Linked DNA regions of Mus musculus: all the other regions are linked to region 3. The links are chromatin contacts, called in public HiChIP or PLAC-seq and Micro-C maps. All regions are on one chromosome and are shown on one strand. The core of a region is the stretch at or near the end of the contact, and the rest is flanking DNA. Distances in the headings are between cores, read along the strand shown. Region 1 has its middle 11 kb from the start of Gm39661. Region 2 overlaps Xrcc5 (X-ray repair complementing defective repair in Chinese hamster cells 5). Region 3 holds the start of Smarcal1 (SWI/SNF related matrix associated, actin dependent regulator of chromatin, subfamily a-like 1). Region 4 holds the start of Igfbp2 (insulin-like growth factor binding protein 2). Region 5 overlaps Xrcc5 (X-ray repair complementing defective repair in Chinese hamster cells 5).

The links. Hi-C and Micro-C count contacts between places; a contact is called where the count stands out from the background. HiChIP or PLAC-seq counts read pairs in DNA pulled down with a chosen protein or histone mark.
Region 1: an HNF4G HiChIP or PLAC-seq map of pancreatic cancer cells shows a contact between it and region 3. The contact joins the enhancer-like site here to the promoter of Smarcal1 in region 3. A contact is called at or near these places in 2 of 39 promoter capture datasets (the C10 cell line and neural stem cells), 1 of 15 datasets of contacts at CTCF or cohesin (the NIH/3T3 cell line), 2 of 484 Hi-C or Micro-C datasets (both in nephron progenitors), 10 of 115 datasets of contacts at active chromatin or transcription factors (differentiating embryonic stem cells, embryonic stem cells, forebrain and 4 more) and 2 of 9 other capture datasets (embryonic stem cells and pancreatic islet).
Region 2: a contact with region 3 is called in an H3K4me3 HiChIP or PLAC-seq map of the SCID.adh cell line, with 11 read pairs. The contact joins the enhancer-like site here to the promoter of Smarcal1 in region 3. A contact is called at or near these places in 11 of 39 promoter capture datasets (the 3T3-L1 cell line, the C10 cell line, the HPC-7 cell line and 7 more), 1 of 15 datasets of contacts at CTCF or cohesin (large pre-B cells), 2 of 484 Hi-C or Micro-C datasets (the C2C12 cell line and cortical neurons), 11 of 115 datasets of contacts at active chromatin or transcription factors (the 230-238 cell line, the SCID.adh cell line, SST interneurons and 7 more) and 2 of 9 other capture datasets (embryonic stem cells and pancreatic islet).
Region 4: a contact with region 3 is called in a Micro-C map of embryonic stem cells, with 4 times the contacts expected there. The contact joins the promoter of Igfbp2 here to the promoter of Smarcal1 in region 3. A contact is called at or near these places in 2 of 39 promoter capture datasets (the C10 cell line and neural stem cells), 3 of 484 Hi-C or Micro-C datasets (embryonic stem cells and nephron progenitors), 3 of 115 datasets of contacts at active chromatin or transcription factors (embryonic stem cells, extraembryonic endoderm stem cells and large pre-B cells) and 1 of 9 other capture datasets (adipose tissue).
Region 5: a contact with region 3 is called in an H3K27ac HiChIP or PLAC-seq map of embryonic stem cells, with 6 read pairs. The contact joins the enhancer-like site here to the promoter of Smarcal1 in region 3. A contact is called at or near these places in 4 of 39 promoter capture datasets (the C10 cell line, the HPC-7 cell line, cranial neural crest and 1 more), 2 of 15 datasets of contacts at CTCF or cohesin (large pre-B cells and pro-B cells), 14 of 484 Hi-C or Micro-C datasets (the C2C12 cell line, the CH12 cell line, ECoMG-derived neutrophils and 9 more), 21 of 115 datasets of contacts at active chromatin or transcription factors (the 230-238 cell line, astrocytes, bone marrow-derived macrophages and 12 more) and 4 of 9 other capture datasets (adipose tissue, embryonic stem cells, liver and 1 more).

Annotation. Positions count from the first base shown.
Region 1 is chr1:72,399,656-72,404,056 of GRCm38.p6, reverse strand. No RefSeq gene overlaps it. Among named protein-coding and RNA genes, the nearest start is that of Gm39661, 11 kb to the left of the region's middle. Within about 2 kb of position 2,221, at least 17 of the 459 cell types and tissues checked have an H3K27ac peak or open chromatin away from gene starts, as enhancers often do. A contact at or near this core is called in nephron progenitors, pancreatic cancer cells and pancreatic islet, where this site is marked.
Region 2 is chr1:72,351,657-72,356,196 of GRCm38.p6, reverse strand. It overlaps Xrcc5 (X-ray repair complementing defective repair in Chinese hamster cells 5), which reads right to left. Exons shown (of 21, transcript NM_009533.2): 15 at 1,861-1,954. Among named protein-coding and RNA genes, the nearest start is that of Xrcc5, 47 kb to the right of the region's middle. Within about 2 kb of position 3,221, at least 6 of the 459 cell types and tissues checked have an H3K27ac peak or open chromatin away from gene starts, as enhancers often do. A contact at or near this core is called in the SCID.adh cell line, where this site is marked.
Region 3 is chr1:72,580,555-72,585,306 of GRCm38.p6, reverse strand. It overlaps Smarcal1 (SWI/SNF related matrix associated, actin dependent regulator of chromatin, subfamily a-like 1), which reads right to left and starts at 2,056. Exons shown (of 17, transcript NM_018817.2): 1 at 1,869-2,056.
Region 4 is chr1:72,821,567-72,826,349 of GRCm38.p6, reverse strand. It overlaps Igfbp2 (insulin-like growth factor binding protein 2), which reads right to left and starts at 1,870. Exons shown (of 4, transcript NM_008342.3): 1 at 1,386-1,870. The coding sequence starts at 1,770.
Region 5 is chr1:72,374,851-72,379,655 of GRCm38.p6, reverse strand. The region is part of intron 16 of Xrcc5 (X-ray repair complementing defective repair in Chinese hamster cells 5); the gene reads right to left. Among named protein-coding and RNA genes, the nearest start is that of Gm39661, 36 kb to the left of the region's middle. Within about 2 kb of position 1,300, at least 21 of the 459 cell types and tissues checked have an H3K27ac peak or open chromatin away from gene starts, as enhancers often do. A contact at or near this core is called in the N1E-115 cell line, astrocytes, cortical neurons and 4 more, where this site is marked.

The DNA of each region.
Region 1 (4,401 bases), core at 972-3,471, 180 kb after region 3:
CAGGGCAGTCTCTTCTGTGAAAAGTGGGGCCAGGAGAGAGACGATAGAAGGGGGGGGCTTTAGGGAACTCAGCAAATGCTCCTTGAGTTCAAAAGGGTGGGGTGGAGGACAGCCCACCGGCAGCCCCCAAAAGACAGCACTTAAAATGGCTTCCTTTTCTAAACCAGGGAAGAGCCAATGAGGACCCGGGTGAGAACTTCACAGGAGCCTGGAGAACACAGCTGGTGGAGTTTTCTAGAGAAGAGAAAGGTTGGGGAGAAGAGTGGCTGAGGTAGGAATGGGGACAGGTGAGGCCAGGAGCAGCGATCAGTGGGTGGCTTGCTCTCAGAGAAGGGGGGAGAAGCTGGAGACCTGATAATCCTGACTGACAGTGTGCTGAAGGAGCATCTTTGCATGTGCCCTTGACAGTGGCCACTTCCCCCAAGCTTCTCGGGAGCCAGAAAGGGGTGGAGGAGATGGAGTCCAATACCCAGTGGCTAGTAGGCCATCTGACATCTCTACTTCCTCAAGGGCCACCCTGGTTTGGCCCCTCATCACTTCTTTTAGAGGCTATTACAGAGCTATTTAGAGCCTCTGCATGGCTCTCCTGCATCCATTCCCCAAGGACTGCCCCCCCCAGCCCCCACACCCCACTGCATACTATGACCTGTATAACCTTGCTGAAGTACACAACTGATCCCTTTCTCTCATCAGAACCAAGGGTCTCCAGAGATAATTGGTCTTTGTAGTGGAACTCATTTCTATTTCCCATCATGCACTTGTACCTCCAGGCCAACCACTTACCCCTCTGTGAGGCTGTCCTGACCTCTGCTGTGTCCTTTAGATCAGCAGCCTGCCCTCTCTCTTGATTAAATTCTGTACCATTAGTGTTCATCTTAAGTGCTGCCAATTCCAGAGGGCATCCCGTTATCAAGACTGAAGCCGACCCCCTTTTCAGTGTCTCTGAGGCTCTTCCCATGCCTCTTTCACGGGTTTGTGAACTTCTCACCCTACCGATCCATGAACTTCCGAGCACAGGCCATTCGTATTCTTCAAACTCTAATCTTCTTGAGAGCCCAGGAGTGTAGATACAGCAGGTGTTCAAGGCACGTTGATTAACTGGAGTTTACAGAGTGGAAGTGAGTGCGCGTAGATTCCTTCCTGTGGAACGGGGAAATCAATAGGGCCCTTCCTTCCCATCAACCTTTGCACGGGGTAAGATCCTTGCAGCCTACGTCTACCCATAGGGAGAAACACATCCTGGGTCCAGGAAAGGTGGGGACTATATGGTCTCTTTCCTCAAACAATCAAGAACTTGTGAATAAAAGCACACAAGATGAAAACAAGAACCAATGTTCGCAGAACACTTGATCACGCTTAGCAGCATGGCCTTTTCTGCTGACTCTGGATAAACAAAGTCCCCCCTCTCATCTCACACAGCAAGCACACAGACATACAGGCTTGCGCCTTATCTACAGAGACAGCCCCTCAGATTTCAGCTTGTGAACAGATACAAATACATACTTCCCAAACAAGGTCTTCTCCCTTTCCACAGAGTGTGTGTGTGCCTGTGTGTAGCAGTATTTCTTCACCTCACACATAGCATCTCCTAACATACACATCTTTTTTTCTAACTGCAGCTTTTTCTTTGCAGGCAAGATAAAGTTTCATTGGTTGCATGGTATACTCTCCCAAAGCTATGTCAACCGGTGTCTTAACACCCAATACCTTAGTAAGAATCAGGGTATCTGCTGATGAAATTAGTTAACTGGGATTACTGAAACAGATTGGGCTTTAAATCCAATGTGAATGATGTTCTAGGAAGCAAACTGTGGGTCAGGAAGGGAATACGGATGGATATGTCAGGTAAAGAGAGCACATGTATGTGCAGTACACCTGTCAGGGGGTTAACTTTGCTCTTCAGCTACCACATTTACATCCTCAATCTCTCTCTCTCTTGCTCTCTTGCTCTCTTGCTCTCTCGCTCTCTCTCCCTCTCCCTCCCCCCCCCTCTCTCTCACACACACACACACACACTTTCTCTGTGTCTCTGTGTGTGTGTCTCTCTCTCTCTGTCCTGAAACTCCAAATGCCCTCTCTGCTTCAACTCCTAATTAGAATCGGACTTCCCATCCCTCTCTGCCAGTGGGCGGATAGCAGTTTATGAGTGGTGATTAAGCCTCGATCAGGACACTAATAAAAATGGCCCATAAAAGGCATCCAACCCTGACACTGTTGGAGGATCCAGGGCTCAGGGAGCTGGGGGGTGGAGGGGTATCTTTAAACAAAGGAGCCAGGGGAAGGGATATGTCCGTGGCTGGCCCGCTGAGGTTCAAGTACTTAAAACACACACACAAAGCTCCTCCTATTGAAAGTCTTTGGTTCTTTTCCTCTTATTCTATTGCCACCAGCATTCTTGAGGGGCAGCTGCCCATTTTGTTGGAGAAAATGAATGTTTGGAAAAAATGCACAGAGCAAGTTGGGAACAGAGGTAAGTGCTGTGGCCTCTGGCTACTTCATGTGAGGCTCGGCAGAGCAGAGCACAAATGGAGTCCAGTATAGAGAATGCACAGAGAACTGGACAGACTAATAGTGGGACATGCTGCTGGGTGCTCCCTCTGTATCAAATATTTCATGTCATTCACCTTCATTTTCCCCTGCAATCTTGGATGTTAGGTTAACATAAATCCTGTCTGACAGTTACAGAAACGGGGGTTATCAAATGGTTGAGTGATTCATCCGAGGTCAAACAGCCAGGATGGAGCGAGCAGAGGGTGAAAACAGCTTACACTTGCTTCAAGGTCCTACAGGTGTAAGGACTGGGAACTGTAGCTTGCTCGCAGAACCCCAGCATGACACGAAGCATCTCAGGGCAAAAGACAAGAGTGTGCATGGCTATGACCTTGTCTCCATCCTTATTCTTCTAAAGCCACCAGGACCCAGTCATGGGGTGTCCGTTTTGGCGGACAGTAAGAAGCAGGCATGTAGGAAGAAGAGAAGTCGTGGTATTATCATCAAGTGGCTTTGAAACCTTGTATTCTGGAACTGAAGCCCCATGTCTGTCCTCACTGCTCTTCCAACCACCGTTACTGCGGAGGACAGGCTTCCCCCACACCACTGGTGGTCGGAGGAAGGGCTGCTCTGCCTCCTGAAAGCACTCAAACTGTGGTAGCAGGAGTCAGGCGGAGAGAGGGACCGAGTATGCCCTTCCCAATCCCTTCTGGAGTCCTGTGCCTCACAACAGATGGTGGGAAGCGCTCCAGCTCCTTCCAGTAGACTCTCTGGCAAATGTGTAGTGTGTGAGGAAAGACAGGTGGAGCAGGAAGGCTGGGAGGGCCTGGAGTTGCTGTTGCTGGCTGATTCCCTGGGAAGTGTTACTTCAATGAACAAAGCTTAAGCCACAAACAAACCTACCCGTCACTGTATGCGCAGAAAAGCTGAGGTCAGACGGCTAGACAACTTCTGAGATCCACAGTCCAGGATGTGCTTCACCTGAAGCCCACGCTGAAAGTGCAGTGAGCTAAGAGGTGAACTGGATATAAGGAGTGGCCCTCAGAAATGGGCTCCCTGTGAATGGATGAGGTCGGCCCCTTCACCTCCTCCCCTCTGCCTGCCCTTCGGCCTCCAGTCACAGGTGACACAAAAAGGCCCTTGCCAGAGGTAGGCTCCTCTGCTGTGGATTTTCTACCACCAGAACTGTAAGAAAGAAATCTGTTCTTCAGAAACAACTCAATCTCAGGCATTCCTGACAGCAACACAAAATTGACTTAAGACGAGTAGCCGAGTCAGCGCTGGTACCCAGGCATCCTCTCCTGCTCTCACGGCTCCCTGGACTGACTCAACTAGAGTGGCTTAAGTAATGCGGCCTTCCCGCTTTCCCAGTGCCTCTTACTGCTGAACTAGACACATGACAAGCTTCTACCCAAAGAGGTCGGCTGAACAGGTTTTGTTGTTTGGCTTTATCTCACCTTTTCTGCTTTACCGAGGAGGAGGAGGAAGAGGAGGAGGAGATGACAACAAGCAAACAGAGAGATGGGGTGGGAAGGACAAGAGAACCTCAGAGTTTTCACTCAGACCATTGCTCAGGGTCATGTGTGTCATATGTCTCCTGGCAGCCACCTAAGCCAGACTTCCTGCAATGAGGGGAAATTGGGCCTTATTTGCTTAAGGCAGGGCTAGCTGGCAGTCTTATTATCTACAAAGTACTCATGACTGATCTGTCTACAAAGGTAACATCTGTGCCAGGACCCCAGCAAGCTGAGCATTCCTTTCCCTCTCAGAACAAACTCTGCTCCTGTCAGATTTGCAACATTTCTAACATTTTAAAAGCTGGGGTGCAGGCTGGTGAGATGCCTTGGTGGGTAAAGGGATTTAATGCTAAACCCGGTGACTTGATTCTGATCTCTCAGACCCACACAGTGG
Region 2 (4,540 bases), core at 1,972-4,471, 230 kb after region 3:
TCAATTCTTCCAAGTTGTCTTATTTCTACATGGAGCATGCGTATGTGTATGTATGCACACATGTATACATATTAAAACATGAACGAAAATAAAACCTGGAAAATTCAAGCAGTTACTTGGTTGCCCTGTCTCTTTTCACTTGACTTTCATCATTCAAGGTGCCTTGTCTCCAGAGGAGTCAAAAGTATTACAATCCAAGCCACTAGCCGGCCCAGCTTGAAGGTTTTATGTGGTAAAGACCACCTGTATATTCGGATACCAAACCAGTTAGGAAAGGGAGGACGTTGTTGTGTGAGGTCATGCTAAATACATTTCCCCTTAGGATGACATTAGCAACAACAGCCAAATGTTAGACCTACTAAACTACAGTTTGCTTGTTTTGTTTGTTTTTCCCACAGGGAGTGGGGGAGGTACTGCTACTGGACCTTTGGCACTGAAATTTTGGTAGAACACATAAAGATGTCCATACAGAACAAATCCACTGAAAAACCAAATCATATAAACAGATCTAAAGCAATACAACTCTTTGTCACACTGTCCCATCTTTAATCCAAATCAGTCTCCGCCCTAACCCAGCCTCTGCAGCACTTAGCTCGGAGAGGCGAGGACAAAGGGTTCCCGTGAGTGTCAGTAAACTTTACAAGAGAGTGTACCGCTTCAGCTTTGCTCGGAATCCTGCGCAGAAAAGCCCCTGAGCATGACATCTTGACTTCTCAATACTACAGAAGATGCCCACCACATCCAATCCACTGTTGAGACTTGCAATTGTTCTGAGATATTTCTGTTTGACTTTGCTAACAGGGAAAGGCTGTACATAAGAAGGTAATACACTCAGGTTCCAAAAACCTTCTCGTTAAATGACTCTCTCCATATCAAAGGGAATTTGATTTGGAAAGTCCTAGTCAAATTCTGTTTCGAAGGGGTTTTTTGGGGTTTGTGTTTTTAGATTTATTTTTTAATATTTTTAAATTACACATGTGTAACTTTGTGTGAGCTTGTGCACATAAGTGCAGGTACCAGAGAAAGCCAGGTGTTTGTAGCCATGAGCTTTTTTGCCCAGCCTCTTTGTTCCTACAATAACAACTCTGAGAGTTAATTATTCATTACAGTGCTTGGGCTTATTCTCTGACTAGTTTATAACTTATATAACCTGTTTATTTTAGTCTGTGTCTGCCATGTGGCCCTCTCCTTGGCTACCTCTCCTGCTTTCATCCGCTCATCTCCCTTCAGTCCAGGAGAAAGAAACCTCCTGTTACTGACTCTTTCCCTGAATTTTCTCTCTCTACCAAGTGTCTGCCTTCTAGTTCCTGCCTCAGTTAATACGCCACCAGCTTTTTATTGACAGGTGATGCTTCCACACAGTCCATAAGAGATTCTCTCTGTAAGTGTTGGATTCCCTGGAGCTGGAGATGCAGGAGGCTGTGAGCCACCCCATATGGGTGCTGGGGACTGAACTTGGGTGCTCTCAACTATCAGAGCCATCTCTCCAGCCTCTGAAGCATTGCATTAGAAGTCAGGAAAGATATACTTACTTCAATTTTACACATTTGGGGAATAAGACTCATATCATTAACTGTCCCCCACTTAATCCTATCATCTTGACCCAACAGAAAATGCAAAATGAAGGCATTCTGTGGTCTACATCTTATTCAGAGATCTGCTTACTATAATCCAACACATAATTCTATATGTCATTCACTATTATTAATTACTTCTGGGAAGAAAGGAAGAACGTGGGATTGGCCTATATGGTTCACATACAGAGAGGACCAGACAGAGTGGTATGTCAGCAGACTCATCAAGCCCAAACCTTGGCCTTCCTGTGGAGGGAGAGAGGGACACTGGAAAAGCTCAGTTTACCTTGGTGATGTTCCCTTCTGCCAGGCTGGAGATGCTGATGTGATCTTCTTCTTTCTCAGTTTTATATTTTTTAGCAGCGGGCCCCTCTTCATGACTAGAGGGAAAGAAACAGGTGTTTCCCCTTTACAACAAAATTAAAATGCAATCGCTAAGATATTGTATGTGGAAAGTACAGCGTTATCTTCGAAGCATCAAAAGTAAAGACGCATAACAGACATTCTATCCAAATAGCGGGTGCCTTCTCTCTGCCCTGGGGCCCTGACAGGAGGCCTTGGAGTAATGTGGGTTTTGCTTTGCAGCAATACAGAAGGCAGCAGCAGCAGCTACATCCAAAGCTGAACGTTAACTAAGAAGTTCATCTGTCCCTCAGGCGTCTTCTTGGTCCCCATCTCAGAATCCAGAGCTATAGCCTTTCATGTACATGGGTGAGCGCTGTGTTTGAAACCCCATCTTCTCCACTGTACCAATCTCTGTAAGAGCTCTATAAGCTCCTAGCTAAACATGTCAAAACTTACTAGGCAATCACAAGGTAAATATGGGAAAACTGGGGTTTTTTTTAAGTTAAAAAAAAATTTTAAGCAAACCTTTTAATCTGTTTTCTTATAGCCCTGATTTTATTTGAGCACAGCACTAACAATGTTCACCAGCATCAAGAAAAAGATGGCTCCGAGAAAGGCCATATCTTGCCTCAAGTAACAGGCTGACTTTCCTAACATATTGGCTTCAGAGACATGGGGATGCTAACATAATTAAAGGAGAACTGGAAATTCAACCCAAAGACGCTGCCTATCATCTCTCTCACAGTGAAACACAAAGATAGGAAGAATTTTCTCCCAGAGAAATAGTAGGCCAAGAGCAGCCATCAAGAAACAACTGGGGGGGGGGGGAGAAAGGAGGAACTCTTGCTCTCTTATTCTCTTGCCCTCTTGCTTCCCCTCTCTCTACCTTCCCTTCCCCTCCCCCTCCACGTGGCCATAGCCAGTCTCTACTTCTCTACTCTTCTCCCTCTCTCTGCCTTTCTACAATAAATGCCTTGAAAACAAAACAAAACATAAACAAAATAAAACAAACAAAAAAACAACTGAAATTAGTAACTAAGAAATTTCTAACTAAGGTCTAGCTAGGGCTGGAGAGATGGCTCAGTCAGTAAAGTGCCTTGTCTTGCAAGCAGAAGGACCTGAGTTTAATTTCCAGAACCCATGGCAGGGTGAGACAGAGCGAGTGTGTGAGAGTGAGTGTGGGGGGGGGGGGGCGGGGGGGGCGGGGATGTGTATTATGGGGGCAGGGTGAGATGGTGGTGTGCTGCAGCCCTAGTGTTTGGGAGGCAGAGATAGGTGGTTCCTTGGACCTGGCTAGCCTAGCCTATGTGGTGAGTTTCAGGCCAGTGAGAGATCCTAGCTCATGAAAAAAATTTTTTTAAACAAGGATGTCACCAGAAAAAGTTCTCCCTCTGGCCTCTACACATACATGTGCATACATATACAAGCATAAACACATATGCACACACATGCATACACACCAAGAAATAATCTATTTTAATTTACAAACTAAAATTAAATATGTCAAAAAATGACATGATGGTTTAAAATAAGTAACCAGTATCGTGGTATGACTAATTGGAGCTAATGAGTCACTTCACCTTGGAGGTGGTGCCGGGATCACACTCAGAATCTTGTGTGTGCCAGGCGCCATTCCCTCTATTAAAGATTTTCAATTCTATATTTCAAAATGTGTTGGCTTTCTGCTCAAATCCCCACCTTCAGACACTGAGTCCATAGAAGAGGGCACCTTTAAAATGAAGCGAAAACTAAGCACCATGCCACAACCAGCAAGTGGCTACATTAGCTGAAAAGTAGCAAGAGTTGGGGCTAGAGATTATGAACATAGGGACGGCAGATGGTTTTGTCAAGACAGGGGGAGTGCTTAGACTTCTGTCTGGCTGCTGGCTTTTTTGTTTGAGTACTGGTCCCATCATCTTAGGTGGCAAGCAGAGGGGGCACTGAAAGCAAGGCTGGTCTGCAGTCTGAGGAATCGGAACCCCTGAAATCACATCCAAAATGTGGAGTGTAAGGGTACTGATCTGGAGAGAGGCTCTTAGTGTTTATACTGAATGAGTCCATCCCAGACAAGGGGTTGGGGGAATTAAGAATCATGGCATTAAAGAACTTTAAATAGCAGTGATGTGACCCTACTTTTTAAACACACACACACACACATGCATACTCACAAATCACTTAGGCTAGGGAGATTGCTCAGGGGACAAAGGCACCTGCCACCTCACCTGACAACCTGAGTTTCATCTCCAGGGCCTAGGAGAGAATCAACTCCCACAGGTTGTCCTTGGACCCCCTATGTGTGCCACAGTGCATATTCACACACACATACACACAGAACATAATAAAGGTTTTAGAAACTCAGTGTCACTGGCTGGCAGCCTCTGAGTAGCGTAGGGAAAGGGAATCAGGAGGCACCACTAAAAAGCCTAAGGCAGGCTTAGGAAGCAGAGATGCTAGTCTACCCCCCCCCCCCCAGGAGGGGTGAGGCCAAAGGTTAACCTGCTCACCAATGGCGACTGATGTAATCAATCTTGCCTATGTAATGAAGTTTCCACAAGATCTCAAAGTGGGTTGGAGAGAGGGTTCAGCAGTGAAGAGCACTGACTGCTCTTTCAGAGGACCCA
Region 3 (4,752 bases), core at 807-3,306:
CATTTTAAACTAGAAAGGCTAGTGGATCAGACAGAAATAGACTGGCCAATGACCAGCTTCATACCCTGCCACAATGCTTGCTCCAATAGCCTGTTTCCAACCTGGAAGAAGGAGATAGAGCCTCAGAGAGACTGCACACTAAATTTTCCCCTTGCCTTCCATCCTCACTACATTTCTGTTGAATCTGCAGGTGACCAAATGCAAGCTAGAGCAGCTGGTCCTAGAGCCTGACTTCCAACATGCAAGAGCAAAATGACTCTTGGAAAAATAAGGGGACAAAGGGGAGAACTGGGGACAAGGGTCACTGTGCCAAATTCAGACAGAAGACATAAAGGGTTAAGTTCAACTCAACCAACACACATCACCACCACTCAGAGCACAGCATAGTTCTGAACTTTTCTTGCCACATATTTGGAAAACACAGGTATTCATTACAGCGTAAGATCATACATTTATTCTGTACTGTGATTTCATTTACCCTAGACATTTTCCTATAGGCTGAACCAGTTTTACAATGCTCTAGATGCAGGGGCCTGAACACCAAATTCTCTGGCTGGGTCTGACTTAAGCCTTACCCAAATAGCACTACCTTATAATGTTACAGGATAGTTGAACTTGAGTTTCTAGTTAGGGTTTGGCCCAGCCCTTGACACATTCCCTCTGGCTGGAATACAGATATGCCTTTAGTACTCACCTTTGACTCCAAAACAATGAAGGTAAAGTTAGTTTGTAGGAGAAAGCACCCATGTTGAAAACGATGTCTAATTGAGTGGCAGACAAAGTGACGAGAATCAGAAAGATTTGACAGAATAGGATATGCCCAACTCTCATGAGGAACGGGAAGCCACTTAAGGGAGAGACAGACAGTGCAGGAGGAGAGAGTACAGCACAGGATACGGTAGAGTTGAGAGAAAGAGTAGAGCAGCAGAGAGGGAGGCGGAGGCAGTTTTACCGGGAGAGCTTTACAGAGACAGGCTGAAGAAAGAACAGGTCAGACACAGGTAAAGATAGAATGAGCAAGAGAATGAGAAGGAGCCAGAAGATTAGAACCAGATTCCTAGAGTTTGAGACCAAACAGAGCAATTCAGAGGCGGAGAGAAAAGCCAGACTGAATCAGTCAGCTGGGGAAAGAAGTCTGAGCCAGAACAGCTGAGTTGAACCAGCCAGCTAGAGTTCAGAAAAAACACGAAAGGGTGAGTTTATTCAGCAGCAAGTCTCAAGGGGCTGAAAACATTCAAGGCCCAGATCAGAATATAAGGAGGCTAGAAGCTTCCAGGACTAGGCCTAGGTTAGCAGATGGAGGCAGTGAGCCTCCCAGACAACTACAACAGGATAAAAGTTACTTTTATATTATAATGATTGTAACATAGGAAATACTCCAGTAGCACCGCCAGCCGTCAAAGAAAGCTCTAGACTCTTGACTTCAGAGGGTTTACATTTTAATCCTTGCTAAGACTCCCTTTAGACAAAGCACCCCAAAACATCTCCTCTCACAGATGTTACACTCAAGCCTGCCAGCCAGCAGCAATGAAAACTCTCAGCCTTGTATTCAACTAGGGTTATACCTACCAAGGCCTAGTATGCTGACTGACCCAGTTGGGGAGATGAGACCACGGAATGAGAGGTCCAACTAATAAACCATAAACCACAAATGCACACCACCACATAGACATTCCTCTTTGCTGAGACCTGGGCTTCCCTTCCCTTCCTGTGCACATCCTGGGTGCCTGAGAAAAGGGGACGCCCCGCCCCACTTTGCCTCTAGCATTTCCACTTGGATCTTCCCGTCCCCACTGCTCCCTCCTCTTGCCGTATTTGGTCTCGTCCGTCTCCAATGCTGCTACCTCCTTCGCAGCCCACTTTCTTACCTAGCGAGGCCAGTAAGGTGAGGCACCTTAGCAGAACAGCCCTAGACCAGGAGCGTCTTTCAGAGCCTTGCCTAGGCAGTTTTCGCTTCTGGTTGGACTGTTAGAGGAACTAGAATTCAAGCGCTACAATTTCACCCATCTTGGAGCGGGCCATTGGCATTTGAATGGCTCGGCCACCGTCGAACTACATTTCCCAACAGCCAGTACGGCCGCAGATCCCGGTCATAAATTGTGGGTGATAGTACACTTGGTGTAGGGCCTTCTGGGGTTTGTAGTTTGAATCGGAAAGCCTGCCCATTGGAGGTTGGTGAATTTGAGAGGCGTAACGTTGTGGGCGGGTCAAGGTGTGGTGCACCCTGGGAGTTGTAGCTCTCAGTTTCTCCAAACATTTAATCAGGCGTAAGGAAGGCTGAGCGTTCAGTGTCAGGGGTGTCTCCAGACATGTCAGACAGCCAGATTGATTTGATACTTAATAAAGATTTTCCTGGCACACCCGTTTCTAATAGTGCCGTCCTTATAAGCCCCAGCCGCTGCTGAGTATCTGCTTTCCTAGACCAAAGAGGAATTGAAATTTTTAGAGCCTCCATCAGTCAGCGTGCTGATCATTAATAGGAACTTAAGTTAATCCGAACTACAACCTATGAAACATAGACAGTAACTCATGTAACCCAGACTTGTCTAAGAACTCACCCTGTACCAGAGGATGTCTTTCCTGCCTCCACCTCCTACAGACTTGCACCATCATAAGATTATTATTATATCTTTTTTTTTTTTTCCTCAAAAGGCAGGATCTTAACATGTATCATTGGCCTAAAACTGACAGAGATCCTTCTCTGGAGTGCGATTAAAGTTGTGCACCACACACCCAGCTCCATTATCCTCATTTTATAAATGAGAAAACGGAACTAGGACTGGTCCACAATTTTCTCCAGGCTGTATTTAGCTACTTTGTTATTCTGATTCCAAAGCCCTCCCATCTATCAGATACTATCAAGGTTACTTGACTCCATTTCTGAGCACAGCATTCTTTCTGTCCTCCAATGGTTGAATATAATATTCTTCTATCATCAGCGTACACGGAAAGGTTGAAACGATTCTGTTTTCAAACAGAGCTCATTGCAAAGAGATAGATCTCTGAATACAGAGTTAATTGGGGAAATGACCAGACATTTAGGGAAATGTGATGTGTTTTTTAATAAGAAGAGACGATGAGGTGGACTGCAGTAAGATATCATGAACACAGGAGCTATCAAAATAGCAGCCCACAACAGGAGGAAGAGGAATGTTGCTAGTGTTGGCTATTCATGCCAACTCAAGGGGCAGGGGAAGGCTTTCAGTGCCTGAACTCTTGTAAAAGTATACTTTGTAAAGGTTATAAACCCTCAAGGCACACAAGTGGCCAGGCTCTGCCCTGCAGATGTCACTAGTGGTTGTACCAGTGTAGCTGGAGAGGGTTCAAGCCCCACCCTACAAGGAAAAAAAAATCCCACCAATCCTTGAGTCCCAGGCCACTCTGGAAATCCCACCCACCCTCTAGAAATCCTATATAAACCCTGCATTCTGCCCAGTCCTTTGCTGCTTCTCACTGGAGCAGAGGCAGCTGCCCTCCTGAGTTCCCACCTTCCAAGAAGTCTATTGTGGCAAGTTTGTTGTGTGGTGTGACTCTGTGGTATTCCCAACTGCCAGGATTCCTTTCCCTTCAGAGCTGTAACATTTTGGACAGAGCAGAGCTTTGGCAAAACACTTTGCCTGGAGAACTATCCCCTTCTGGAGCAGAGCTATAACACTTGCATTGGGGAATCTTTCCAGGCAGCTATAAGAACTTGTGTAGCAGAGCCTTTTTCCTTAGAGCTGCAACACTTACAGCTAGTATTTGAGGTAAATCTTATATCTTTGGTTTTCCCTACTACTCAGCATCCATTTCCTGCTTCACAGTGTGAACAGCTACTAATTAGCCAGCACCTGTCTTGCTCTTCCTATCCCCTGCAGAGACAGTTAATTTCTTAAGACCAAGTGCTGTGCCCTTCATCTTGCCTGTCACCAATTCACATGACAGTCACTTCACTCTCCAGGCCCAGCTGATTTACCCATAGAGCAATATGGTGTCCTTTGATGTGAATCAGAGGACATCTGGGCCCATGCATCCTAACCTCAGAATGCTGGATTCCTATCTATCCATGTATCTTGCTCCTAGGAATCCCAACTTAGAAAGTCTGGAATTGAACTAAACGATATGGTCTCCTTTCTAGCTCTAGCGTCCTAAACGTGAAGTCACTGTTTAGTCTAAAACTCATCTTCAAAAAGCAAACCAATCAGATTTCAATCAAAATTCCTAGTGTTGGCTCTGTCAACAACATAATCCACTGGGATCTTGCTGTAGCCAAGCTTTTTTTAGGAGAGAGAGGAAGTGTTGTTGAAATACTTGGGAAGTCTGTCTTGCCAGGCTGGTCTCAAACTCCACAACTTCTTACCTCAGCCGCCAAAGAGCTGGGATTACAGGCATTTGCCGACACACCCACTTTTTAAACAGTTTATCTACTTTAAGAAGTTCTTAAGACAACAGTGAAAACCCATTCATTAAAATGATTAAAAGGGCTGGGCAGTGGTGGGCACACCTTTAATCCTAGTACTGCTGAGGCAGAGGCAGGTGGCTCTCTGTGAGTTTGAAGGCAGCCTGGTCTACACAGAGAAGCCCTGTCTTAATTACAACACACACACACACACACACACACAAAATTCAAAGTTAGCTCCATGTCATGCATTTCAGTGAAAATAGCTCATTTCCCCTGTTAACATTATTTCAGGACTGAGCTATGTACCAAATAAAAGGCCATTGGTAAATAGATGACTCATAAATGTATACTTTGAATTTTAGAGCTAGGAG
Region 4 (4,783 bases), core at 621-3,120, 240 kb before region 3:
CTGAGAGGAAAATAAAACTCTGAGAGGAAAGTACACCAGATTTAGTAAAACAGTCAATATCCGGAGGATTCTGCAAGGCCTGCTGAAGAAAATTCCTCTGGGGCTCCAGAGGTAATAAGGGAGGAAGGGGCCTGAGAAGCGGAATTCTTTTCCTTTATTATTACCTAGAAACAGGAGCAAGGATCAAACCCAAGGCTGAGAGAGAAGAAACCCTGGGACTCCCCTCTGAGGAAGCTCCACCTTGCTCTGTAGTCAAGGTCAAAAATGCCTCAAGAACTACAAGACTTCAAACTTGACCTCTGACTCCATTGGGAAAGGGACAGTGGCTGAGCCAGGGAAAGAGAGGGGCGCACAAAGAAATCGAAAAACAGGGAAGATATTTGTTCTCTCTCTCTCTCCTATCTCTCTCTCTCTCTCTCTCTCTCTCTCTCTCTCTCTCTCTCCTATCTCTCCAGGCTACCCCCAGTCTAAGAAACATAGTAAAAGCCTCCTTTTAAACATTAGCTAAAATTCAGCGCTGTCCCCAAGACAATTGCAGCTTTCTCCAAACCGTGAAGAAAAAAAAGTGAACTCCTCGCAGTCAGCTTGTGTCCCTTAACTTTTTTTTTCTTTTGAGAAAGAAGGGCTCCTTAACAAAGAACCCCACCTTCCCCATCCCGTGAGACAGAAAAAGTTCCCTAGATTTAGGAGGAGGTACGGTGTGACACACACCCGCGTTAAGAGCTGTAGCTCCCCTGGCTTTCAAGCGGCTCCAGCATTCTGACCGGAGGCCCAGACGCACAGCCAGGGTGCCGGAACGCAGCTGGCCAACCGGCTTAAGTTACACAGATGGAGCCCGCTCCATTCTCCACGTGCATCCTTACCCTTCTCCTCACCTCCCAACGCCAGAAGGAAGGAGCTTCTCCATTCGATCTTTTCTCACCCGAGGTCTGCAGTGTCACCTGTGCGCGGCAGCCAGCAGCACGCCCACCGCTAAACATTCGACCGGTGGTCACTGACTCAAGTTTTGTTTCAAATGAGTTTCAAGTTCCTACAGGCTCTTCAACCCCCACCTCCACCCCCTCAGCCCCTAGATCAGACCACCTTCCTCCCCGCTAAGTCCCGTTAAGGAAGACCCTGGTGGCAAGGTATCTTTCCTCTCCTCCTTTACCCCATCAAATCCCGCTTGCTCCACCCGCAGCCTCCCTCCCGGGTTTGTCTTTCGGGTTCCCGCTCTCAAGAGTCTCCCTGGATCTGATTAAGGTCTAAGCTCTTTCTCCTCTACATCAGTCCCAGGGTCCCGTCGGACTCTCTTTTCCCACGTGAGAGTCACCAGCCAGGAGAACCCGCTGAGCTACGAGAGAGTTTCTCCCAAGCCCAAAACTAGTGCTCACAGTCCGCATTACCTGCAACCTGCTGTGGGGTGGTGCCCACGCGTCTCTTTTCACAGGTACCCGCGCCTGTGACAAGCGCCTTCAGGGGCAGCTCGGAGCCCGGGTTGGGATAGCAGCGTAGCGTCTGGGCGCAGCGCGGGATGTAGACGCCGCATGCTTCGCCCTCCTGCCGTGCGCACACGGAGCAGCAGCCGCAGCCGGGCTCTCGCACCAGCTCGGCGCAGGGCGCGTCGGGTGGGGGCCCGCAAGCGGCCAGACGCTCGGGCGTGCAGGGTGGGCAGCGGAACAGCACCTCGGCGCGCACCCCGGGGCCGCAGCCGCCCGCGCCCAAGAGCAGCAGCAAGAGCAACGACGGCAGGAGCAGCGGCAGCGCGGGGCCGCCCAATCTCGGCAGCATGTTGGCTTGTGGGCAACGGTAGTGCAGCGAGCTAGCGGGCAGGTGGCACGGCCCAGACGAATGCGGGAGACGCCTCCTTGCCTTCTTTCTCCTCCCCCGCCTCTGCCGGGTCCTAAAAAGCCTGCTTCTCCCCGCCCCCCTGCCTTCTCCCCTCCCCCTTATGGAGACCACTCCCTTCCCCCCCCCCCCGCACCGCCCCCCCCCGCACCGCCCCCCCCCGCACTCTTGCGTGAGGGCACGTGCTTGTGCACACGCCCACTCGCCCACCCTACGTTCCTAGGGGATTCAAGCGGACCCCTCTGTTCTTCCCTGGTTAGGACTTTGCTCCCTTCAGCCTGGGTTTGTCCGCTCCGGGAGAGTAAGAATAACTTGCAAGCGTGGGTAGAATCGGCGTGGAGTGGGAAAGAGCCTGTGCTTTTGTCTCCTGTCTTTTAGTTTAGTTCGATTTGGAAGGACTTAGTTTGCTCACTTCCCACGTGGCCGGCTGTGAACTGACTGCCGGGGAAACACAAAAGCAGTCTTGACCTTAAAGATTTCGGAGCTCACACCGACTCCCCACAGCCCTCGTGTTGCTAGGAACAATGACCTTGAGTGAGTCCCGCGGACGCTCAGTCCTTCTAGACCAGGCTCGTCCCAGACAGCACCTCCTAGCAACAACTTCAGTTTCCCAGCCCAGAGCTCACCGCTGCAAGTAATGAAACCTGGTGTGTTTCCTGGTGCCTCACAAACCTCTGCCCCACAAGCCCTCTAATCCCCTAGAGACCCGGGTCACCATCCACAAACGCTGCCTTATTCGCCCACCTTTACACACACTCTCCCCGCCTCCCCCCCCCCAGACGTCTGAAGACACACCCACTGAAGGGTCTTGAAAAGGTCAGATTAGACACCCACCCCCCTCCCCAGGTATTAGAGAAAGCCCTAGCGCTAGGCTGATTAGAGCTCGCTCAGGTTTTCAAATAGAAAAGAGTGGCTGCCTCCTTTGTTCCAATTGAATCACCCAGCCTAGCTGCCCCCAACCTCCATCACTCCAGCCTGGCAGGACCTTAGTTATTGACTCATTTGCCAGGGTTGTGACCTTAACAACGAGTGAGGCGTCTCCATTCCCCCACAAGATTCTCCAAGCCATCCTTTCTAATTTCTGGGCTCAGGGCCTATCTCAATTCAGCGGCTTTTTGTTCATATGTCTGTTTGAGTTTTATGCCTCCTAGAAGACAAAGTTCTAATCTTAAGAAACTAGGAGAGGAAGAGTTATGGAGGAGAGTTTGAACTTCTGTAGGAACCTCTGTGGAAGATGACTATCCGAATGAAAAAGAAGGGGGACGGGTGTGAGACTAAAGCTTGGTAATTGCGTAGAGGGAAATGGAGGGTTATCGATGGCGCATTCTCAACACCCGGACCAGCAGAAATGATGAAAAAAAATTGAAGAGTGATACTGAAACTAGAAAGTCACTTAGGCCAGAGATCAAAACCCCTGGGGAGATAGGGGAACTGGCAGGGAAATCAGCTAATTGTGCTGAGACTTGGCCTGATTTGGGCGTGTCAGGGACACAGCATCAGTGTTTGAGCAGAGGGATGGACCTCTGACAATAACGGGAGCTATACAGAATGGCGATCTAACAGAAGGAAACCAACAAAGGCTGGGGGAGGCTCCAGTTCACATCTCCACGTGTTCTGGTGTCTTGTACCTGCCCTGGAATATGTTCCTATTGGCCTCACCGACTGAGGACTCCTTTGTAGTAGAGATACCACCCTGCATCATGGTGTGCCATAAACATCCATTGTAAACTACAAGTGAGAGCCACATTGCTAGCTATATTTCCTACCACTGGCATTAAAACACAGTAAAGAGTCTGGTATGGCGGTGAGCCTTTAATCCCAGCACTTGGACAGCAGAGTCAGGCAAATCCCTGGGTTCCAAGCAGCCTGGTCTGTGAAGCAAGATCCAGGACAGCCAAGGTTACACGGAGAAACCTGGTCTCAAAAGAAAAAAAGAGAGAGAGAGAAGAAGTAAGTGGAATCTGTTTTGAATTCTGCTTATTCAATGTCATTGAATCAGTAATAAGTATGAAAATTATAAAGGCAAGAGTATCCATGCACATCCCGAGATGACCTTGGACTCACAATCCTCCTGCCTCGGTGTTTAGAGTGCTGAGATCACAGGCATGAACCACTGGGAATTTCTAGAATTTCTCTTTCTGGTGAGTCGAATCAGTGCTGATCCCTTTCCCCTTATCCCCAGTTAATAGCCAGCTTTACCCTGCACAACCCCAGATACCCACACCCCAAGAGGAACCTTATCTCAGTCCTTCCCTAACCAAACAACCTCCAAGTCCTACTCAAGAAAAGCCTGCGGACACAGGCGTCTGATGCCGGCACCTTCTGTAAAACACAAGGGAAATTAGTGAAGCAGAATTCACATAGGTTTTGGTTTTGGGGGTTTGGTTTGGTTTGGTTTGGTTTGGTTTGGTTTGGTTTGGTTTGGTTTGGTTTGGTTTGGTTTGGTTTTGTTTAAGGAGTCAGTAGCCACTGTGAAAGCAGGACATGGGGTATTCTGGTGCAACCTTGTGATTTCAGGACCCTTGGAAGCTGAAGCAGGAAGATCCCAAGTTCAAGGTCAGCCTGCATTACCTAACAAGATCCAGTCCAAAAGAAGAAAAGGAAAAGAAAGGAAAGGAAAGGAAAGGAAAGGAAAGGAAAGGAAAGGAAAGGAAAGGAAAGGAAAGGAAAGAGGCAGGCAGGCAGGCAGGCAGGTAGGCAAGCAGGAAGGAAGAAAGGAAGGAAGGAAGGAAGGAAGGAAGGAAGGAAGGAAGGGAGGGAGGGCAAAGGGGACTGAAAAGGGAAGGGGAGGGGAAGAAGGAGCCAGGGCTGAGGAAAATGATGTATTCTGCTCATCTTAAACTGCTATTTGGGAAAGTGAACTTCGGTGACCTGTGGTCACCTTGGTCGGCTGACCTGTGGAAGCTAAGGTAGGAAGGCAGCTCATGTGCTCTGTGTGCACTGAGTGCGCAGATTC
Region 5 (4,805 bases), core at 51-2,550, 200 kb after region 3:
TTCCGGAAGACCTTAAAGCATGCAGAAAGAAAAACGAATGAAGCATTTTCTCATCTCATATAGCAATTTCTCAGGAAGGAAAAAATATCCCCAAGAACCATTCCATTTCTCCTTCCAACCCGGAGATTATGATCTCCATTATTATAAAGCATTTGACAAATTTGAGGATTAAAGAAACACTTCCCTATGCAATTTCAGAAATCTCCCCCAATGTGTCCTCTGGCAGTAAATTAATATCCACACACTATTCAAAGGAGACACAGCACGTTCCAATGGTCGTCTTAGGGAGGTAAGTAATACAACCCTGATTACCTGGCAGGAGAGAACCGTCAACAAGAAACTCAAAGCAAACAAAGCAGTTTCTCTTTTCAGCTTGCAAAAGCAAAATAACCAAATGGCTGGCGTTTCTAATACAGTTCACGACAGCTCCTTTTGCAGATGGTTTGATAAGAAGTTCACTTAGCATTATCTCTCTAGGCACAAATAAATTTCCTTCGAGGTTAAGGACACTAATCCCAAATACCCCAAGTCCTCCATTTCTTCTGAGATGAGGATGAAGTATCTTAGGAAGCTATGGCGTAACTGTTTCTCTTTGCTTAGTTTACCAGCCACTTCATCAGCTTGTCCTAGTTCATATTTATTGTGTGACTGCTGTGTACAGGATAGGATGCAGTGTTCCTTAGGATTCAATAAGTTTAAGGTAAATCCCTTCCCTCTGAGGACTAAACAGGCTCCTGGGGAATGTAATATATACACACACTAATAATAATAACAACAACAACAACAACTGGGTGTAAATAATGAAGAAGGCTATGAATGTTATGAAATCACATGAACTTTAAATTGTTGGTGATTCAGGAGGCATCACCAGTGAACATGGTTCTTAACTGAGCAATGAAAGGTAGAAGGTGGCTTTCTTCCAGCAGCTGGCTTTTCTCTCCAACAGCCCAGGCTTAGCACATAGAGTGCTCACAACACAAGGACATGAGTTCAGCTCCCCAGCAGCCCTGTAAAGAAGGATCCCAGGGCACCTTGGCTAGGCAGTCTAGCCGATTTAAATTGGTGGGTTCCAGGCTAAGTGAGAGGTGCTATCTCAGAAGTAAGGTGAAGAGTAATAGAGGGAGATACCCCAAATTGACCTCTGGCCTCTACACACACACACACACACACACACACACACACACACACAAAGAAATGGGAAGGGAGGGTAGGAGAGGGAGAGTGCCTGGAGTGACTGGGCAAGAGTAAGGGAAGAAGGAGTCAGAGTTGGCCGGGAAGCTCTGGCGCACGGAAGCATCATGAGAGTGCATATTTGTGATGAGGGTGGAGCCTGGCTCCTTTGAAAGAATAGAATTAGAAAGGGTTCAAGGCCAAGGACTTGGAAAGGACATTTAAAGACAGACAGAGGAGTGGGAGCTTGGCAGGAAGTCAAGAAGGAAGTTCGCAGGAACATATAAACCAGGACTTGGAGCATGGGAATTAACAGAAGAAGAAGGGAGAGACTCTGTGCCCACATTTTATGAAACAGCTATGAAAGGGCCAGATGGCTCAGTGGGTAAGGGCGCTTGCCACCAAGCCTGATGATCTGACTTCAGTCCCTGGAACCCACAAGAGAAACGGAGAGAATACATTTCTACAAGTTGCCCTCTACAGGAGCACCATAGTGTGCCTGTCCCTGCGCGCGCGCGGGAAAAATCTACAAAGAAATACATAAAAACACAAAGGATCAAGTGATAACAGATTATGTTGTCTAGCACGGGAGCCCATTAAACAATGAAGAGAGGAGATACTGAACTATTTCACAAAAACCGTTTCCTTACCTGCTTATCCTGAAATATGAAAGAACACACTCATACAGACTATACTCACAAACACACTCACACTCACCAGCATTAAAGAGACAGAGACACAGACCAGTTTACGGAGAAAATACCCAAACTCAAATAAAATCAGCAAATACCAAAGCTGCCTGTCCATGCACAATGGTGATGTGGTGAAGAAGTTACACGGAGAATGAAGGCGTCTCGGCGTCCCATTTACATTTGAGAACGATACTCTCGGAACCCAAGAACCTATTCGGATTTTGTCTATCAGACTGCCTTGTCCTTTCCCCCACGAGGTTGAGAAACTCAGGCAGATAAACACACCGACCTTCCAACAATCCAGTGAAGACGAAGGGCTGGGTTTTTGTCCTTTAGAAGCAGGCAGGTGCATCTGGCCCCTGATTCTGAATTCTGCCCCTTTACCCAGACAATTTTGTGGTTCACTGACTATAATGAACCATTTAACATCAGGGCATAGCTGTGGTGGATAACGCTTTACATACTGAATATTAGAAGAGATGTGGACAAGAGACTTCCATTCCAACATTTGGGGGCAGAGCCCATTTCCCTGCCATCTTTAATATAGTAAACTGCAAAAAAAAAAAAAAAAAAAAAACCCAAAACAAAACAAAACAAAAAACAAACAAAACGACTGGGAAAACCCAGTACTTCTTCCTAGCTGGTTTATGCTTTTGGTTCCCCTGTTCTGCTGTATGAAGGAGATGCTGATAACCAGGGGCTTCTCTGCTTCTATAGCAATAACAGGGCTAAGAGACAGACTGACAGTCTCCATTCTCCCTAAGTCACAGATCCAATTATAATGCACCAAAATGTCCTTCAGAATTAGCCAGTGACTCAACACTTATTAGTAGCAAATATAAAAATTGGCCCCTGGAAGGAGTATCCATCTTAGGATACTACAGGCCATCATTTATCTCAAAGAGGCTTCAAAGATATCTATTCTAGATTCAGGCTGTACATGGGCTTAATACAGTAGTCCAGATCTTGTTCATAAGTGAAACGAGCCAAGCAACCATGTCACACTCAAAGGATTTCTAGACTCAGATGTGTTCCATCAGAGGAAAACGAGACTCCTCTTGTTTTATCTGAAATGCATACCTTCCCTCTACAAAATACCACCCCAAGTCCTATACAACAGACTACTACCCTCCTTCTCAGTGCATGGTAACAAGGGCCAGGACATCTGGGGCCACAACCTAGCCTGCCCCTTACCCACCCCTCTGACCTATAAAGATATTTTCATTCAAATGAAAGAAAGTAACTATGGGTTTTCTTCTTATCTAACAGCAAAGAGAGTGGTAGGCTCCCCCCTTGGTCACATACCGTATATGACAACCTGACAGCATCCTGGATGGATGGCTTTATTGGATCCGAGCATCATTCAGGATGTCTCCCTTCTGAATTTCCCTTCCGGCTGCACCGCCTCATGGGAAGTCTGCTTACTGCTCATTTTTCAGGTATCAGTAGTTAAATAATTTTTAAATGGCAAAAACAGATTTATATTCCTAGTGACAGTGGTATCTTTACTTTTAAAAATTATAAGGCAACAATAAAAATGTAGGCATTTAAATCAAATAAACATAATGTTAGGATATCACTAACAGAATAAAAATGAATGATGCCCATCAGCAGATAAGACTCTAGGCAAGGAGTCTTTCACCAATGGAATCGACATGGAAATTACAACCCCTGCTTCAAGCCAGAAAGTTGGAAAGGATATGTGCTCGATAATAAAAGGGAGTCTGTGGTGTAGATTTTACAACAGGCAGCTAAAATGATCACAAAATGGCTCCCTTTTTGTTTCTCTTTAGGACAGCAGTTCTCAACCTGTGTGGCACAACCCCTTTGGGGGTCAAACAACACTTTCACAGGGGTCACCTAGCACCATCAGAAAACAGAGATTTACATTATGACTCACAAAGGTAGCAAATTTACAGGTATGAAGTAGCAACGAAATAATTTTATGGTTGGGGTCAGCACAACATGAGGAACTGTATTAAAGGGTGGCAGTGTTAGGAAGGTTGAGAACCACTGATCTAGGATATGAATCAGCTGCTGTGGGTAGAGCTTGCAAGTTTATCAGCCAGAAGGAAAGAATTCGCTTTAAATATTTGCCACAGGAAATGTAACCCAAGCAGTCCTTACTCGCAGGATGAAGAGCTATGAAGCCATCCATGTAAGGCAGAAGCAAGCAGCACATGGCAAGCAGCCTTTAGTACCTTGTGCCATGTTGCAAAAAGAACAGGGAATATGGGGTAACTGGAGGCAGAGCCATGAAGGACCAGAGATGCTGCCCATCACAGGAAAGGAGATACTCTGACATTTCCGCCAATCCCCATACCGTTTTTCTGTCACAATTTCCCTTTGACTGAACCCTGCAGAAGTCTATAGACCTAGGAGAATGGGAAAGGCAACTGGCAAGGGGCCGCCTGGGCCTCCCAGGCCTTGACCATGCAATGTGTACAGGGGTAGAGTGAGGTTTAGATCTACGGGCCACCTGGTGTGTGCCTTTATCATGAGGTAACAAAAATGACCACCCCTTTGTTTGAACTGGATATTTCCAGGAGAACTGGATATGAACAAGGTATTATTTAATATAAACGATAAAGTAAGACAGCCTTTGCAACACTTTCTCTTTCCTCTCTAATGAGGTGGGACACAACAAAACCCAATTAAGTGGCTACAAAGCTTCACCAGCACATCTGAAACTTTTACTAGATGTTTGCTTTTTTTATTTAATAAGTTTTACTCTACAGAAAGAGAGTCACATAATAACCATTAGTTTTACTACGTATAACAGCTTTATCTAAGTGGCATACATTTCATATATATATATATATTTCATATATATATGTGTGTATATACATATTTTATTTTATATATATATATATATACATATATATATATATATATGATATTTAACATGGGAGGACACAACAGCAGTTACCATACCACCACATG